Regions from separate parts of the Columba livia genome. Here region 2 is linked to region 1. The links are chromatin contacts, called in public Hi-C maps. All regions are on one chromosome and are shown on one strand. Each heading gives the region's core, a stretch centred on a gene start, on an enhancer-like site or on the middle of the called end of the contact. The rest is flanking DNA. Distances are from core to core; before and after follow the strand shown.

Region 1 (6,525 bases), core at 2,724-5,223:
TGAAGGAAACACCAGAAACAGCAGAAAGGAAACTAATTCTCTGCCTCAGAGCACAACACATGGGTCACCTCTGTTGTAGGTCACTTATTTCTCATATTTGTGGCCAGCAAACTTAGAAATATCAGTATGAGGCAACTGTAAAACTGCTCCATGTAACAACAAATTCTTTTGTCACAAAAAGCTTTTAATTCTGGCTGGTGTCTGAGATTGGAGATGCATTGTAACGGGTTTTCTTGCAGGGTATAACAAGAGATGCTGTCTGTCCTTAGGAAGTTGAATCCAAATAAGTCAGAGAGCGGCAGGCACAGCAGAAGCAATTGCATTTAGTTGCCGGTGGAGGGATGAGGGACACAGAGGTGGCTATGAGTTGTCCCTTGAAAGATCCAGCTGTAGATTCCTTTAAATCGTGGTCCTCTGGGATTTATTCAAGGTCACGCAAGGAGTTTGTAACCTGCATCCAGACTCTCAGTGTGATGCCTTAAGAATAAAGGCTGTCTTTCATCTAAATTAAAACCCCACCGTTTTCTAGAAGCTTCAGGGCCTCTGTATAATCTATTCACACATCATTCATCACCGTGGCATCTAGGTGCCACTCTTAACCTTGCTGGAGTCTATCGTGAATATTCCCAACATCTAGATAGTTTTCCAAATGAGATGAACACGCTTTTCCACAACTTTCACTCCTCTGTATGTCTGTTAAACAACCCCATCCGTTATAGCCTAAAAATAAAAGAAGAGAAATGCAAAACACTGAGAGGATGGCCAATTAGCAGATTATCTCAGCCATATTTTGGAGCATCTCTTTTCCTTCCCCATTAGAACTTGTGCACTAGAACAACGCGGCCTGTCACTGTGCAGCCTGCCAGCTGCAGAAAATCAAGGTGTTGGGCTTTTTTAATTGAAGGCATAATGAGTTGACTGGCAGGTTTAATTAAGAAAACTCATCCTGTGTATGCACCTGGAGGTGAAAATAAGTTTAATCAAGAGGAGTTGGCAAGTGCAAACAGCCTTGTTGTGTTTGTTTGTTTGGGTTCTCCCCCCGCACCCCCTTATTTTGGTTTGTTTCAACCAGGTTTTGTCTTTGCAAAAATTGCTCTGGGTGCTGATTAATTATATTTTGATGAGTTATTGCAGCCTTCTTTGTGATGAGGACTACTGCTCCTGGAAAAGCTGCACCAAAAGCTTTAGTGATCAGTATGCCTTAAATAAACTACTTACGACAAACATTCAGGGTGCAAGAACATGGCCCTTAAGGACCTTGTCTACATGAGGAAAATGTGCTTTTTAAATGCATTGGCTGACCTATTATCGCTAAGAGAATGTGGATTCCTGGTGAAAACTTTCTCAGAAGTTACAGAATTGAGGCAGAAACCCTAAGAAATCTATTTACTTAGCTTGAATTGCTTCTGTTTTGAAACGGCTTCTACGGTGGGACCTCTGTGTTGGTTAACGTCGCGGTTGAGACGGACAAATGACATTTTTACTCCCTTCTTTCTCACAGATACACCTTAATATCTCCGGATACTCCTTTACTCCTATCTTTCTCATGGGTGGGCCTTAATATCTTCAAGGCCAATCTGTTCCCATACCCTCCATCAGGGAATCCACGGACCGACCGTAGTCCCCCACAGTTAACAGTCGTATAGTCATAATATAGTCATATATTCTCACGCGGAAGGTCAGCCTGCGCTATCATTCCCCCCGCCTACAAGCCAGGACAGCTGCGCTATTGCAGATCTCCACTGAGCCAAGCCAAGCTTCAGAAGAGATGGAGACCTGCACCCCACAGGTGACTTTGGGGACGTCCCCTGCCCAACAGAACATCCGAGCCCCCTGGTGTGCTGTGATATCGCTGCTGGAGCCCCTCGCTCTGCGCCCGGCATGGGGAAGGGATCCATCAAGCCAAGCTCTAGAGAAGGTTGTGGGCGTTCGACGGGGAGGTTAATGCATTCAAGCTGTCAAAATATTCTTCCTGCTATTCACCCAGTTAACATGCCCTCTCTTTATTTTGCCTGAAAAGGCATTTGCTGTGGTATTCTAATACATGGTCTGTGTTCAAGATGTTAGTGACAGCTGTTGTATGACTACAGGAAGGAAATTATGACTCCCTAATGATAACATGTCACGGCATGTCTCTTTGCTTTTCTTTTCCTTTAGACGTACATTTCTTCTGCCAATGTCTCAGTCATTGCACACATGCAGTTAATTGTGTATCAATGACACATATACCATGTGTTGAGAAGAGGGCTTTAAAAAATAATCTTCTGGATGCTTCTACCTTGTCTTTAAATGATGTGGGAGTTGGCTGAGAAGATGCCCCATGTGGTAACCTGATCTTTTGTACTTTGGGATGTATATCTGACATCAGTATTGCCATCCGGCTTTCCTTAGGGGTGATAGAGCACCTATATGCTCAATTAAGGATCAAGCATTCAGTGTGCATTCAGGTAGACTGTCAGTTTAATCTCTTACGTGACTTTTATGACTTTACCCTGCTAAATTCTGGAAGGGCTGATAGATGTTGGTGAACAAGCCTGTTAAACACATGGAGGTGACTGGATGGGCCACCCCAAGCCCTTCTGTTGTGTTTCAGCTGTGTTCTGACACCTCCAGCCTTTGCAGGGAATCTTGTCACAAAACTCTAATGAGAAGTGATGAGAAAAAGTCTTTTGCATCTGCTTTAAGGAACTTACTGGAGTGACAAGTATGTTTAACCTAGTTTTTAATTCCCTCGGTGTGGGAAAGTTTCTGTGCCCAGGCAGAAGGCCCAGAAGGGTTATGCATCATTTACAACCCAATGTTCAAAATGAGGGGCAGGCTGGGGGCGAGTGCGAGTGGAAATGTAGGTTTATAATTCTCAGCTCAGCAGGAGCTGCTGCTCTGTACAGGGGCAAAACCCAACTGATTAACAGCTTCTGGCAAGGGCAATGGTTCTTGGGTCCCTCTCACTTCTTGCTAGCATGACAGAAAGTGTCCTTTCACTGTGGCAAACTGAGTGTACCCCCTGTACCCCTTCCAAACCACATCTGCAGGACCTTGACGGGTTTTGGGGTCACCTAGAGCAACCCAACAGGTACAATTTCACTCTGTGAGATGCAGTGGTCCCTGCTGATTTCCAATTGCATTTAGGAGGCAGCTGTTTGTCTTTGAGTAGCGTATTGCTGCTGTTCGGTATAAAAGTCTTGATCTTGGAGAGCCTGTGGTAAAAGAGCATAAGCTTGCAGGAAAGGAAAACACACTATGGAAGTTGTTTCAAAACCTGGTAGCTCTGACAACCATAAAAACCTGAACAAGCTGCCTTCCCACTGCGTTGCTCAGAATTGCGGTATCTACGGGCATGACTGTACATCCCAGCATCCCCAAGACACCCTTCTCATACAGGCAAAGATGCCATTTCTGTTTCAATTTATGAGGAAAAACAGAAATCACTTCAGTGGTGCCACTGAAATAGGGGTGGAATTAATCTGTTTATAGATGCCTTCACAAGGGTGAAGTGCAAGTACAGCGCAAGTCTGATTTTATAGAAATCCATGGCTCTGTCCCTGTGTCAGGGACTAGTTTTATGTCCTGAAGGTGGGTTTTCCTTTGGGACTGATGCCAGGCAAGCTTTCCTTCATCCTCTCTGTGCTGATAGACACATGGAAGAGAAGTAAAGGGATGTGCAGGGAGGGAGTTTTCAGCTCATTTTGCCCAGATAGTCTAAATAATAAGGAAGAAGGGAGCATAGTCTAAATAATAAGGAAGAAGGGAGGAGCTCGCTGCTCTGGGTCGGGGCTGAGGAGCAGCAGCAGCCACAGGAGGTCAGTGTTGTATCGTGGATGTGGCTATAAGAGCCAGCATGGCCTTGACCTAGAAGGGAGGGTTCATTCGTCTTGGGCACTTCTGGGTAGTTCGCCACCCTGGTTTCGTTCTGTGTTCAGCAAAACCCGGTGCTAGTGAAGGGCACGGCCCTGGGAGGAGCAGGGATTTGTCACAAGCGCCAAAGGAAAACCGCAAAAATGAGAAAACAGCAAAGCGAGAGCGGCTGGGATTTCAGGCCTTGGCGGAGGCAGCGGGCTGGGAACCGACACTAGATGGCTCAGACCCGAATCGCTCCTGCGAGCGTCAGGCTTTCCCCTCTAAATCCTTGCCTTGTTTTTGGCCCGAGCGTTTCCTTGCAGCTGTTTGGTGGAGGTGAAGCGGTTTGGCAGGCGCGGGCCAGCTGGTGTCCAACATCCCCGCTGTGCAGGTGGCCTGTTTGTTGGCAGCTTCGCTCCAGTTATCAAGGCTCAAAAGCCCCCCCCGTACGCCTGATCTCAATTCCTCCGCTTGCAATTGATCCTTCCAGGGTGGTCCGGGGGCAGGTTGGTGCAGGAGGGATGCTCGTGCGGCTACTGTCGGGGTCGTGTCTGGTTGCTGAAAGAAGATTTGCATTCCAGGAGCTTCCCCCAGGGCTCCGTGCTCTGAAACATGTTTTAAGGCCCGTTCCTAGGGAGCTCTGGCAGCTATTTGATGTGGTCTCAGTGCTTTTAGAGAATGGCTGGGCCAGTGACAGAAGTGAAACTCAAATATTCTCCAGTAGGCTCTGTGGTTCCTTCATTAAAAACAGACAGATAAACAAACAAATTACAGCCCATTATGAGCGTGTCCTTCAGTTCCTCTTCAAACGGCCTTTTGCTGGTTTAAAAGCCTTAAATAAGGACGGAGCCTCCTGAGTCTCGGCTGTAAACTATTGGATTTAAGCTTTCCTTGTGCCTCTAGGTCCATTGCCTTTGCTGGCTTCTAACTGTCTGATGTGAGCTTTCCATTCATTTGGCTTTTCCTGGTGTGAGGCTTCAGAACAAGATTCCTTGTGTGCAGTCTTTGATGTTGCACCACAAAGAATCTCCACTTTTTCCTAATGCTCTGCTGAACCCCCATTAAAAAAGAGAAAAAGTTTTATGTAACTAGGTTGAGAGGAAGTGGGGTGACCCATGCAAATAGTTTTTGTGTCACTTACAAAGGCTCAGATGCTATGGTGATGGGTTCAGCGAAAGGATCTGAACTCATTTAGACAGGATTGAGCTGGGATGTGTTTGCTGAAAGGCAGAGGAGACACCGGTAGGGATGTGAAGGTGTCCTTAGGGGAATACAGTCCATCACGACCAGTTTGCTGTCTCTCCTCTGCATACTCACAGGTATGACCTAGTAACATTTATTTTAAGAATGCAAAGAACCTGTACCCCCAGTCTGGAAAACATGAGGTAGAATACACTATGGAAATGCAGCCAGAATTTTTCTTCCTTCAAAAGTAGATGAATAAGTCTTGCTTAATTTAACATGTAGTGCCTTCTTTATTGCCTCCAGGCTCCTGATATTAGGACTCAGTCCTTATTCTCTATGTCTCATGTCTTCTAATGCATTTGCGTATCTCCGATTCTTCCCATGCGTAGCATTCTTAAAGCTGAGAGAGAGGGAAAACAATCGTCTTCATCATAGATTAAAATAAAGCTCTTGATTTTTATAGTCAGTCTTCGCCTTTGAAATCTGGATCGCTGGCTAAAAACGTGGTGCTGCGGGAGGATTTTTTTAGGGCCCCTGCTTGGCGTTGAAAACCAAACCAGGTGCCATCGGTGAAGCATGTGAATCTTCAGCTTCATGAAAAGGCTTTGTTACAAGTGTGTTTTTGGAGAGCAGAAACCTATGCACTGACCCTTTTCAGTATCATCTGATGCATGCACCATGATTAGAAAGAGTCAGGGAAGTTAAAAATAACCTGTGGAGGAGGCATTCTAATGAGCAATTATCATTCCTTTCCATTGACTTTTGCAGCAAGACTCTCCATGTGTTTAGTCTTCTCGAAAGAACATGCCAGATGTTAGAGTGAGCGACTTGTTAAGTCCCTGAATACAATTCTCACTGTCGTGCTGAACCATTGTCAGTTTTTTTTTTATAACTATTAAAATAATTGGGCCCTGAACATTGTGACCTGATAACGCGAAAGAATCTTGGCTGGCTTTCCTAGGGGTCACGTTTGTGAATAGAAAACTCGGGGAGTGTTTGGCAGAACAAAGCAATGTTTCTGCATGCAAAGATCTTCAAGAACCTAATCTGAGGTGCAATCATCTGCCTTCAGAAATCGTGCCTCCTGGCGAAATCTGACTTTTGCATTTCAACATCCCCAACTTGAGTCTTCAAGGAAGCTTTTGTGCTTGTGGGGCTCTGCTATTCTCCCAAAAGAGAGTTCTTTAGAAATTATTGACGACCAGGCCAATTTTACCTTTGCAAAATTTTAAGACGGGGAAAGCAATGAGCAAAGCAGACTTCTCTTTACAAAGTCACTAAAGCCCTTTGCCGTCCCTGCTTGCGCATAGGAATCTTAATTGGATTAAAATACAAATCTGTATATTGTGATTTTGCGTGCTATGGATCCCGCTCTCTTGTTTTTAGCCGCATTGGCCAAACTCAATGAAGTGCACGGTCAATGTTTTAGCTTTGCCTTTGGTGTCCCTCGGTTGGAGCTCATTAAGCATTCGGGGAATAATAATTCTGGGACTTGAACTTTGA
Region 2 (6,496 bases), core at 2,597-5,096, 240 kb after region 1:
GGGGAGGAGCTGTGAGTACCTGAGAAGGGGAAATTACCACATTACGTAATGTCAGATGAAAGAGAATTTAGAAGAGACTTTGCCTTATATCTACCTTGAAGTATGTTCTGCAGGTAGCTTTGTGGTATATAATAACCCCATTCTGAAACAAGAATCCAGGTATTGCTTCAGCACAGAGACATCTGGGAGCTAAGATATAGATTTAGCGAGACATAATTAGTGAGGATGCTGTAGCGGAACACCAGCGGTACTAACATTTGGAGTTCTCTAGGTCTGTGCTTTTCTCTGCAGCTGTCTGGGAAAAGAAAGAAAAAGAAATAAATCCTAAAACAGAAACAAAGAGACATAAATGAACAAAAAGAAGAGACTTGGAACTGTGTGAGGTCGGTGTTAAAAGGGGAGAAACCCAAATGAAACCCTAGTTATGCCCTTGTGCCTTCTCAAAGAGTAAAGCTCTGTCTCATATCTACATCACTCCAATCAAAGACAACAAGAGACGCCAAAAAATGTTGTAGTGACATCTTGATTTTAAATCTATCCAGATGAGAGCACCCTGAAGCCTTCAATAATTCATTGTTTTCTCCTCTTAATTTCCTTTCCTGCTACGGACATGCACTGTGCCGTGTATTTCATGCTCAAGGTTTTGCTGAAGGTGATTCTGTTTGTGCAGCTTTTAGCTGCAGCCTCTTCCCTTTTTAATTTTAATGCCGCATTTTGAGGATGTCTCCTGAAAACCCTGATGTCTGCTTTGCGGAGCAGCAGGAAGGCATGAAAAGATATGACTAAGGAAGATTATTATATCATTCTGGTTAAGTGCAAATGCATTTGATAAAATGCCTTGGCTCCTTACCAGGAGGAAGTGACAGATCATCTTTGGCAATTTTATTAATGCATCTTTTCTGTATTGTTCTATATATCCTAATTATTTTCTAGACATGGATGAGGATCGGCATTATTTGTCCAAATCTTTCCTGTCTCCTCTCAAAGAATCTTGTATGGATTTGGAAAGCTGTATCCCAGATTCAAATTATCTTTTTTACATTATGGTTATACCTGAAATCCTTATTTGAATAGCTACCCACTAGTTCTTTTGTATTATAATTTCCATAGTTCAACTTCTGCCTGATTTCTCTGCAAAATTAAAGTATAACAGCCACTGCCTTGGCATGTATTAACAGGACTATTACCTGTCTAGGAGTTCACCTGGATGTCTATAGAAGACAGTGTTTGTCTGTCCAGCAATGCAGAAAGAACCAAAGCATCCTTACGTTCTGAAGGCCATGGGGTGTTTTTGCCACAGGAATAGGCGCACGGCTAATTACAGTATCAACGAAACGCCGAGAGACGAGTCAAACACTAAATATTCAATTCATTTAATATTCCCGATGAATAGGCAAATTGCTCTAATCACATTAGTTATTCTATTCATTTATTAGCTAAGAGTGATTAGTAGTGAATAGCTGTAAGAGGATCTTCCAGGTGCAAAAATTAGGCGTCTATAGTTTCATGATGTTTATTTTCAGCTGAAGCTAATTGTCTCTTTGGTTCATCTCAGCCATACATACACACTGATATGCACAGATCCACCCTCTTTTGTCCAGGCATGGGGAAAAACAGGTAGAAGAAGACAGGGCTGGCACACAGGTGTGGAGAGATAAGGACAATTCACTGCAGAATTTAACAGGATTTATTTAAAAACAGTTGGAAAGAGATTTCCCAAAGATTATGCCAAGTGAATGCAAAGGGATTTGGATCTCTGGTTCCCGCGGAGCGCGCTGATAATGCCATTTTAAGCACCGGGCTCTACTATATTCACAGGATAGCTGAGAAAAGCAGCATTTTGGCTGCGGGTAGTTGGAGAGAGAGGTAAAATAGGAATTTCTGCAGCTTAAACTTGGGCTTTCGTTGTGGTCTTGTTGCCTTTTGGGACCTGATGTTCAGTTCATAGCTCATGGGTAGGGGAGTTTCTGCACCAGTTTGTCTCCAGGCATTAAACTGCAAGATTGGATTGCAAGCAAGGCGTTTCCCTTATTTCAGCAGGTAGAAAGTCAATGGGCGATAGTATTTGGACAGTAAATGGACAGTAGTATTTAGCTTTATATTGCACGTGGCGTCACCAGGTTGCGTTAATTTAATGTTCTCACACACAACCAGGATGTTATGCTAAGCAAAGGCTGAGCTGTCATTACATTTTTATGAAGTCAACGCAGTTTCTAACAGCTTTTTTTAAAAAAAAAAATTGATCAAATATCTCATTTTTTCTAAGAGAATCTGTTCCTCTGGATTTCCCTGAGCTGTCAGCTTTCATTGATATGATCTGATTGATGCTGTTTGCCACATTAAGAAATGTCGGGAGCTAATCTGTTTTAATCCCATTCTCTGTTTTTAATATAATACTCTTGAAGGGAACAGAAGGTTATTACTTATTTTAAATAGCTTCAATATTTGTGTCAAAACATTGTCCTGAAAGGTTCAAATCCAGCCTTTGCCACGAGACTGGGGAAAAAGGAAAAGAAAGAAAACCCCTGCACCACCAATGTTGAGACCATTTGGAATGATCTAATCCATGCTTCAAATCCTTTTGTTCTCCTGTTGCCTCGCAGTGTTGGGGAGTTTGAGCCGAATGCCATTTATTGCGCTATTAGAGGGTGCTAAGTCTCATTTCAAAGATTTTCAAGAATCTTTTTCAAGATTTTCATTGTTCAAACTCCGAATTTGCTCCCGGTTTGGGTGAGAACTGCCATATCATGAATCATTTTCTATAGCAAGGACTAAGAACCCATCACCACACTGCAGGGAACTCTCCGTTATATTAAACTGGTACCTTTATTTTTGGGGCACAAAGCCATGGTTTTGCAGGACTTTAAAACCAGTATTTGGGGGGACTGGAGAAAAGAAGGACCTTGGGTAATGAGAATTGTACATTATCTTAGAAGAATCATTTATCTCTATGCCAGTTGTTTAGCTGGGTTTGCTAGGCTTGAAAATTTAGATTTATTCGTGCCAGAAATAGGAATGGAAGCATTTAATAGGCTTGTGGTCTATGGAGGTGATGAGGGAAAGCAAAGGAAAGCCAGGAGGTGGCTGGAATTGTGCCTCAGTGACTTTTTTTTGAAGAATAAATTCTGATTGCTGAAAGAAAATATGATTATTAGGAATACGCAAGATAAAAGATGCTGGTGAATGCTATAGGCAAAGCTGGTCAGAATTTCAGCATTTCATCAAGGAATTGATGTCACGGCTTTAAATTCCTGGCCAAAACATTACATTTCAACTTTAAAGTTGCACCCTTCCCCATCCAACCTTATTTTTCATTTATTCCCCCAAGAAACCTTCACCTGCAGTTTTCTCCTCACCAGCTGTCGCCAAACAAGGCGCTTTCCCCATTTCCAAAGGCGCTGGTCTCAAGATGGCCCCAAACCTTTGCTTGTGCTTGTGTTTCACTAGTGCTGCTGTTGTTTACACCACACGCTAAAACAGGGCTTGCACTGGCTTCGCAGGAGCAGATGTGAAGCATAATCTTGGACGCTTTCCCAGCCCTCGCTCGGCGCGTCCAAGTGCTCAGTATTTCCTGCACGGAGCGAGTCTCGTCTGACACAATGCCAGCTGCACTAAATGTGCTCTCGGAGTGAATGCTCAGCGTCTGGGTGGCTGAGAGCGCTCGCACAAAACCAGCGCGTTCAGCCGGTCCCGTTTCGGGCTCGTTCGCTCCCCGCAGGGTTAAGCATTGCAGTGGTACCTTGGGAGATGCTGGTGTTTCTCCTGCGTGGAGCATCTTGGAGCAGAATCATGATGTAGGTGGTGAAAACACATTCTTTGTGCCCAATTCCTTCCCCATGCACCTGCTGCTGCTTCTGCACAAACCAAAGCAGCTGCTGGTACTCCCTCCGGACCCGCACTGGTCCAGCACATCCTAAGATGTGCCCGATTTTGGCTTTCTGGAGCAATTTGTCCTCATGAAGGCACAAACTAGTCCACAAAAATGGGTTTTCTCCTGCCCTGCTCACCTGCTTTTATGTCTTCAGATTTAGAGCTAACAAATACACGTGCATTTACGGTTTAGGTAGATCAAGTGGTGAACGCTTAGCTCCTTCCTGCCAGGTTTTTCATTCATTTTAGTACATAGTCCACTTCAGAGCTACAATCTGGTTGCTTCATTTGCTTTCAGATTCGGTTCCTATTTGTCCCTCTGAGACATTTGGGTAAGTGGCAGCATCTGCCTAATGTTTGTGTTATTCACGCTGAATTTCCAAATGGACGTTTCAAAATGGGTGCAAGATGCTACTCTGGCTTGAAAATCAGACTTCTCCAGGCTGTGCTTGACTTATTAGACGTTAAATAGGCTCGGTTTGGATGTGGGGCTAGCTGGAAGACCTCCAGAGCAGCACGAGAGCCTCTGTAAGGAGTGTTTTTGCTGCTGAATTTCTATCAGCCGTGACCAGAGCGTGGCAGGGTCACAACCGACGGCTGAGCCGCTGGAGGGACTGGGGCCGAACCCTGTGGCTTTACGCTCCTGAAAAGGTCACTTGTCTGTGTCTGCAAAGGAAAATGAAGGGCATTTAACTCCCCAAACCAGGTTAATCCCATTCTGCTGGCCCAGGGGCCCTCTAGTGGCTCTTCCTGCTGGGTGTGCTCGGTGGTTCTCATCCGTGGGTGCCACACCGTGGGGCCGTGTCCCTTGCCCTGGGTGGGATGGTGACCAGTCACCGAGAGCAGGATGCTCCACAGTCCCTGCATCCCACCCCTGGGTCCCTATTGAGCAGAAAAACCCCCAAATGTGGTGTGAATAAGGCTGAAATTACAGGCTGAGAAGCCTGCTCAGTCTAGCACTGTTTTGGGGGGGTTCTGTTCTTCTTCTCTGCTCTTCACTTATTTCTACAGGTTTTTTGCATTCCACTGATTGCCTTTCCTTTGAATTCTTCAGATTTTATCCATCAGTGCTTTCTCCACCTTCTAGGGCCCCTTTTTCAGTCTGTTTGCAAATATATTTGCCACCATCCATCTCCTTTTTCTTTAGATAATCCATTTTTTTAAGCTGTCAAAGAAACTGTTCGGATTTTCCACCCAGCAAATAGAAGCTTTAAGTTGTTCCCTGACGGTTTTACTTCTCATCCCTTTCATTTACAGTGGGGGGGAAATACAGATAATTGCAGATCCTGTGCATCTCAAACTGTTTGTGGTGATAGTTACAATTATCTAAAATAATTGGTAGAAAGATCTGTGGACTTAATGTGCCGAGCTAAATTAATATTTCCGATTCCAGCGTTTTAATAGTGTGTGTTTGTGACATTGCCTGTGCTGGATCTTCTAAAATGGGCTAAATTTGCCATGCTGGACATAAGGAGGCACGAAAAGGTTTCTCATGTCATTTTAGATCGAGGATCATCTGACGAGCTATTAGGAAAGACAGGGAGGATTATCATTTGCACCCATAGGAATCTACTTTCTTCTCAACATAACTGTGTGGGCCTCATCCCTCAAAGACTTAAACCGAGACTAAATCTTCATCTGCGAAAGTACGCATGGGCTTTCCAGCCTGTGCTGCACACACAGTCAATCTTCATCAGTGTTTCTAAGCCAGTTTGCATGCAAAACCATCCTCTGGGTCCTCCGGTCTCCATGTGAGGCCACTGCTTCACATGCGAAACGGCACAAGCAAGTTTAAGGGAGAGGAAAACATCTGTGATTACTGGGTACGCATTCCCAGAGCTGCCCGGCTGACGAACAGCGTCACTGTCCCCCACAAAAAGCTCAAAATATTCCTCGGCAGATCAGGATGTGAAATGTTAAAAATACTGGTGCTGGGATCATGGCTGAGCGCTTGTGAAAGTCTTATCCTTTTTAAGGGTGGCCTTGGGCACTCTCTGGGTTGAGGATTGGACTGGATGATGTTTTGAGGTCCCTTCCAATCCCTGTCAATCTGTGATGGAGCCATTCAAAACCTCTAGGAAAGACAGAAAGGGAAGGACCGGGATGCAGAATGAGATGATGCTTCACTTACGGCCACGCAGGTGGCTCTGAGAACAGAACCGCGGCTCCGGCTGTTGCCAAGAGACTTTGCCGCCCCACCAGCCAGACTATGGGGAGAAAGACATTGGGAGCGAAGGGCTGACAGACAGTGACAGAAGCTTAGCACCCTGCCGGATCCAGCATTTCAAAATCTGCAGTGAAAGATAAAATACTCCGCGCCGCGATGGTTGCAGCCCTTTGTCTCCAAGATGCCAGTGAGGACCGTGCCAAGGTGCTTTTCCCTGACCATCTGCCTTACGAGCCCACATGCCAGGGTCGTTGCAATCCAAAGCCCGATAGCACACAGACGTGCTGGTTCATGAGAATCCATTTCGCAATTAAAACAAATATTTAGGATTTCTTCTAAATGAAGCGGCCGAGGCCTCGGAAGGGAAGTCTGGTGGATCTGAACAGGATAAAGAGGCTTCCCTCGCTCTCATGACAGATGTAAATAACACTAAGATTCAAGGCATACAGAGGTCAAATA

What was found. A called contact is a pair of places that touch in the nucleus more often than the background predicts.
Region 2: a contact with region 1 is called in a Hi-C map of liver, with 4 times the contacts expected there. The contact joins two enhancer-like sites. A contact is called at or near these places in 2 of 2 Hi-C or Micro-C datasets (crop and liver).

The regions. Positions count from the first base shown.
Region 1 is chr24:5,006,963-5,013,487 of bColLiv1.pat.W.v2, forward strand. No RefSeq gene overlaps it. Among named protein-coding and RNA genes, the nearest start is that of UBASH3B, 17 kb to the left of the region's middle. Within about 2 kb of position 3,974, at least 3 of the 3 cell types and tissues checked have an H3K27ac peak away from gene starts, as active enhancers do.
Region 2 is chr24:5,251,970-5,258,465 of bColLiv1.pat.W.v2, forward strand. No RefSeq gene overlaps it. Among named protein-coding and RNA genes, the nearest start is that of SORL1, 74 kb to the right of the region's middle. Within about 2 kb of position 3,847, at least 2 of the 3 cell types and tissues checked have an H3K27ac peak away from gene starts, as active enhancers do.